Regions from separate parts of the Mus musculus genome. Here region 1 is linked to region 2. Evidence: chromatin contacts called from public promoter capture Hi-C data. All regions are on one chromosome and are shown on one strand. Each heading gives the region's core, a stretch centred on a gene start, on an enhancer-like site or on the middle of the called end of the contact. The rest is flanking DNA. Distances are from core to core; before and after follow the strand shown. Region 1 overlaps Susd1 (sushi domain containing 1). Region 2 holds the start of Zkscan16 (zinc finger with KRAB and SCAN domains 16).

What was found. Promoter capture Hi-C pulls out the DNA fragments that hold promoters and counts their contacts.
Region 1: a promoter capture Hi-C map of pre-B cells shows a contact between it and region 2, with 2.4 times the contacts expected there. The contact joins the enhancer-like site here to the promoter of Zkscan16 in region 2. A contact is called at or near these places in 2 of 39 promoter capture datasets (the C10 cell line and pre-B cells), 1 of 115 datasets of contacts at active chromatin or transcription factors (large pre-B cells) and 1 of 9 other capture datasets (embryonic stem cells).

The regions. Positions count from the first base shown.
Region 1 is chr4:59,329,850-59,332,549 of GRCm38.p6, forward strand. The region is part of intron 13 of Susd1 (sushi domain containing 1); the gene reads right to left. Among named protein-coding and RNA genes, the nearest start is that of Gm35578, 49 kb to the left of the region's middle. Within about 2 kb of position 1,337, at least 276 of the 459 cell types and tissues checked have an H3K27ac peak or open chromatin away from gene starts, as enhancers often do. A contact at or near this core is called in pre-B cells, where this site is marked.
Region 2 is chr4:58,942,287-58,944,986 of GRCm38.p6, forward strand. Zkscan16 (zinc finger with KRAB and SCAN domains 16) reads left to right here and starts at 1,342. Exons shown (of 6, transcript NM_001099323.3): 1 at 1,342-1,372.

The DNA.
Region 1 (2,700 bases), core at 87-2,586, 390 kb after region 2:
GTATTCGGGTTTACTGAACTCACCAGACTGGGCAAGAAAAACTGCTGGCTACACAGGATTTAGTGTCTGGCAGTTCTAACTACTGTGGACCTCCATATGTACCTACAGCCAGATGACAGCCAAATCCCAGCTTCACAGGGGGGCCAAGCACAGGCTCCCTCGGTGGGAGAAACGGGTGAGTGTATCACGACCTTGTGTCTGTCACATGGTGGATCTGATCGGCAGTGTGTCACACGGGCAAATAAAGCCTGCCAGTGGGGAGGGTTTAAAAGTCACATGAAGGCCTAGCACCTACGGGAATGAATGTGCTCAGCCTGAAGAGTGGCTCCAGACAGTCATGTGGTGACTTAAAACAAAAGTCATATGATTTACACTCCCCGCCGTTCCGAAGCCGACACCAAAGTTCACGCCAAACCAATGAGCGGTCAGGAGTAAAATGTCACCGTGGGTTAATCTGGGTTGACAAGATCCTGGAAAATGTAAAGTAGCCTATGGATCCGGTGAAAATGTCCCTTAAACAAGGACACAGAAAGGCACTGACACTCAGGTGTAAAGTTAGTAATATCTATCTTCCAAAGAGAAAAGCAGCCAGTCGGCAGAAACAGAGGAATGAAGTGCACCTGGTCAAACCATGCCTCCCTTTCCATGCCTGTGGGCTCAGCCTTTACTTCTGGGATCATAATGTATGAACATGTCCTATCTCTACTGACCTTGAAAACAGGGCTGGGGGTGGGGTTACAGGACTGCCTCTAGTACCTGCAGGTCCTTTCACATGTCTTCCTTTTAAAAATTGTTAATTTTTATTTTATGTGCACTGATGTACTGTCTGCATGTATGTCAGGTACCCTGGAACTGGAGTCACAGACAGTTGTAAGCTGTCTGTGGGTGCTAGGAATTGAACCCAGGTCCTCTGGAAGAGCAGCCAGTGTTCTTAATTACGAAGCCATCTCTCCGCCCTGCCCCCTCCCCTTTCACATTTCTTCAGTTATATTCAACTCCTCATAAATGTTGGTTGCGTTGAATTTTCAATTGAGAAAAAAAAAATGCCTGGACTAATACCAAATGTGATTAGGGTGATTTCCAAAACTCATTAGGCCACATAATTCTATTTTACCACCAATTTTGGGCTTCCTGCTCCACATTGCTAATGCCCCATTTCCTGCTCCCTAAAAGCACACGAATCACTTGGTTAAGGAGGGAGGGCCCTCCCCCACGTTAGCTGTTGTGGGAGGGCCCTCCCCCACGTTAGCTGTTGTGGGAGGGCCCTCCCCCACGTTAGCTGTTGTATTTGGAAAGACTCCAGCCACCTGCTATGTACCCAGCCATGTTAGGTGAGGGCCCTGATTTCCACAGAGCCTGGGCTTACTTTCAGAAAGGACTCTGAACAAAAGGGATTAAGTAAAACCTGCAGAGTAACAAAACAGTAACAAATCAATAAACATTGAGTTTCGCTGCCTTTGGGCAACACTTGGGACAGCTTTTCTGGGGCCTTGGAGGTATAGTGGCCACGGGCAAGAAGCCCCACACTGACTCAACCTGCCAGGTAACTGGAGTTCATGGCTCACCTGCACCGCGTTGATTCTGTACATTGCCCATTAGAGGTGCTGTTCACAGGGCAGGAAGCAGCTTTCTATTTAGCCTGGTAAATATAGAAATCCCCAGGCCCCACCCCAAACCTATGGGACCAAAGTTGGGAACGTTGACTGCTGATAAAGCATGCCAGCTGATTCCTGTTAGCTGGTAAGGTAAGAGACGTTAGCCTCGAGGGAGTCCAGGGGCAGGCCTGACTCTCTGCCTAAGCTCTCTGTGCTCCAGGCCAGGGTTCACACAAAAGACTCTGGCCTGGCAAAGCTGGTGCCTCCAGCTCAAGCCATGCAGCCAGGCTGGGGAACCGGCACAGCTCACACCCTGGTAAATAACCCGGGTGACTGACGTGAAGGGAGCAGCGGCAGTGGGTTGGAACCTGACCACCGGGCCAGCCTGCAAGAACTTCTCCCCACTTCCAGTGCCCTCCCCGCATGACTCACAGGTCGCCACTTCCTGTTTTGAAGGCATCGGCTGGTGCACTGCCACCAGGGCAGGCTGTCATTTGGCTTTTCTTTTTTTGCCTTACGCAATTATTTGGCTTAAGTATCACATCTGCTCTTGTAAATTTGTTCAGGCAATGAGTGATGCCAGGCTTCTGTTCCCCTTACAGCAACAGGATTACAATACTTTCCAGTAACTTACCAGGAATCAAGCAACAGAGCTGTATGGGCAATGTCTATCCCTGAAAAGACTTGAAATTAACGCAGTCTGAAAGCAGGGCAGCCTGTTCTATAACAAATAGATACTCACACAGTATCTCCAGGCTTGCCTTTGCGTTCTTTTAGAATATCTCAGATTTATTTATACCTTGATTGCACTGAACGGGCCATTACACTGAAGGGCTGAGAGTGATAAAGGGCCACGTAGGTCAGGTCATGCACACCCGAGCTCCTAGACCTGGTGCCCTGGCTCCCATCCACAGGCCAATGCTAATCTTCCTGTCTGAGAACAGGGACTGACTGAACTTCCCTAATCTTCCCTTGACCTTTGTAAATAAAATGCAAAACTGAGCACAATGTAGTCCTCCAACAGAGGTAAATTAATCCCATCTCAATGCCATCTGGAATCCCAGCTGGTCACTAACTACATAGTGTCTTGCCTATATAACTCAAT
Region 2 (2,700 bases), core at 92-2,591:
TAAAAATAATAAAAACAAACAAAACAAAACAAAAAAACTTGGGTTGTATGATGGATGGATCCTGCTTTTAAACATTCAAATGAACACCCCACCCTCCATCTGAAGCAAACGCAGAAGCAAACTTCATGCTCTTTGGCAGCTGCAGTACCATTAAACAGCACCCTCGGCCCATTTCTGGACTTTATGAGCTAAGAGCCGTCACCCTAATTTCAAAAATCTAGAAACTGCTCTCAAAGGAGTTACATCAGCAGTATACTTGTAGGACAATCTTCTAGAGTAGATATAGATGCTGATGTGGTCATCTTTACTAAATGTGATCTGCCTCACTTGTGTTAACTTGCTCCTGCCCATCAATGGCTGCTGTATGTCTCCACATTCCAGTACTACTATCATCTCTGGGATACTGGGATGCCACGGCTCTATCTTCCATTATCAGTTAAACCACCTCTAGAATCACTTGGTAGACATGCCTATGGGCATGCCTATGTGGGATTATCTTGATTGCCTGCTGTGGGTGGCACCATTTCCCGGGCAGGAAATCCTAGATTGTATAAGTAGAGAAAGGGACATGAGCACCAGCATGCATCCACAGCTCATTGCTTCATGGTTGTGGATGCCACGTGACCAGCTGCCTCAGGCTCCTGACGCCTTGACTTCCCTGCCATGAGGACCGTACCTTGAGCTGCGAGCTGAAATAAATCCCTTTCCTCCTTGGTTGCCTTTGTCAGGGTATTTTATCACAGTAAAAGAGCAAGTAACTAAGATACTAGCGTTTTGAGCAGTCCTTCCTTGGGAGGGACATAATCTGCCTAGACATGGTATAAGTGATGGACAAGGGGGGAAACGAAGAAGCTATTGCAACAGTGCAGGCAAAGCTTTGTGTAGGGTGCTTGCCCTTGGACCATGGTGGCAGGTGTGGAAGCCAGAGGATGACATTTGTATAGTGTTTTTGCTGTGTTACTTATGGTTTACATTAAAGGCATCCCTAATGTTTCCTCAGTGGATTTTTTGCAACTTTGCATTCTAATGAACAGTGGTGCTGGGAGAAGCTGAGGAAGATTTAAGGTTACTGTGGATGCCGGACTGCTTAGATCTAAAAACCTAAGTGTGTTCTAGGCCTCTAAGCCTCTGGCGCAGCAATAATTTAGCAGCTGAGCCCCCCAGACGCTTTTCTGTGACCATGCGCAACAGGCCAGATAATAGCCTATGGAAAGCACTGGAGTTTCTGAAATCCAGGCCAGCGGACCCCGGGAATCGTAGTTCCTAGCCTTTGCGCAGGCGCAGTGGGTCCCGAAGTCTTGCGCGCGCAGCTGCTGCGGGACAAGGTTCTGAACGCTTATTGCGGTGCAGCTGGCTGCGGATGCTGGTGCAGGTATTGGTGCTTTCCGCCGTTCGGTTCGGGGCTGCGCGGGTTGTGGGCTCCGAGCGCACGCCTTGGGCGGATTGGGACCCAGAGCGTCCCTCGCACCAGGCGCGCTGCGCTGCAGCTGCAGCTGCGGGGGCGTGCACTTCAGCAGCACCGCGCCTTCCCGTCCTTCCATACCACCCTGTGCTCAAGTCTTGAAAACTTCGCCACCATTGGTATTTTGAGCCATATAATTCTTTGGTGTGTCTGCTCGCGTGAATGTATGTGTATGCGTTTGATCCTTTTATTAGATGTTGAACAGCGTCTCTGGCTGTATCAATCAGAAACCTGGATCGTCCTTCCTCCGCGTTCCTAATAAGCTGGAGGTCTCCAGGCTTTGCCAGCTGACACCTGTGGGGTAAATTGCCGCTGACTTTCTCCTACGCGTTGGGAACCAGTACCTGCGTCACATTTTCACAGAGCCTCTGTTGAAGCAGCTGCGCATGTCTCAGTCACTGCGGAGTCCCAGGTACCCAAAGGGGTGCCAGGTGACATGGTGGGCGCCTGATGGTTAGCAAAGAAATAAATGACATCTCGCGTGCTGGGTGTCGGGTCCTGAGGTGGATGGTTAATGCTATGTTAATTGCAATAAGAGGCTAGTATATCCTGCCAAATAGTGGTACATCTCGGGTCCTATTTCTGAGATGTAAGTGATCTCTACAGGCCTGTCCCCACAGTGCCCATTCCCATCTTTATAGATCCCAGTCATTTATGGTATGAATGAATGCAAGCAGCACAGGCTAGGCTGTGTGCAAAAGATCATTTAGAGATCAAAAGGAATTTCACTCGATGGTGGTGGCCTGTCAACAGAGAAGAGTCGGAGCTTTTGTTTTTGATATGGTTCCTGTGAGGTTCCCCCAACCGCTGGTGGGGTGGGGGTGGGGGTGGGGGTTAATGAGGGTTGAAACCACATGCTAGGCAAGTGTTCTATCACTGAGCAGTATCCAGCCCTGGTTTTATTTTGTGTTTATGAGTGTTTTGCCTGCATGTATATCTGCACTGTGCGATTGTCAGAAAAGAGAGTGTTGGATTCCCTGAAACTGGAGTTACAGATGGTTGTGGGCTGCTATATAGGTGACAGGAATAGAATTGATTATGGGTTCCTCTGCTAAAGCCGCAATGCTCTTCACCCCTGAGACCCAGGAGCCCTGTTGGGAAGAATGAGCAAAGGATTGTTAGGAGTAGGAAGGCATCATTCCAAGTGATGAGGGGGCGGGAATCTCGCTGGTGTAAAAGACAGAGAGAGTTTGTGTGTGGTATTTCTGTGTGTGGTTTTTTGTGTGTGGTTTCTGTAT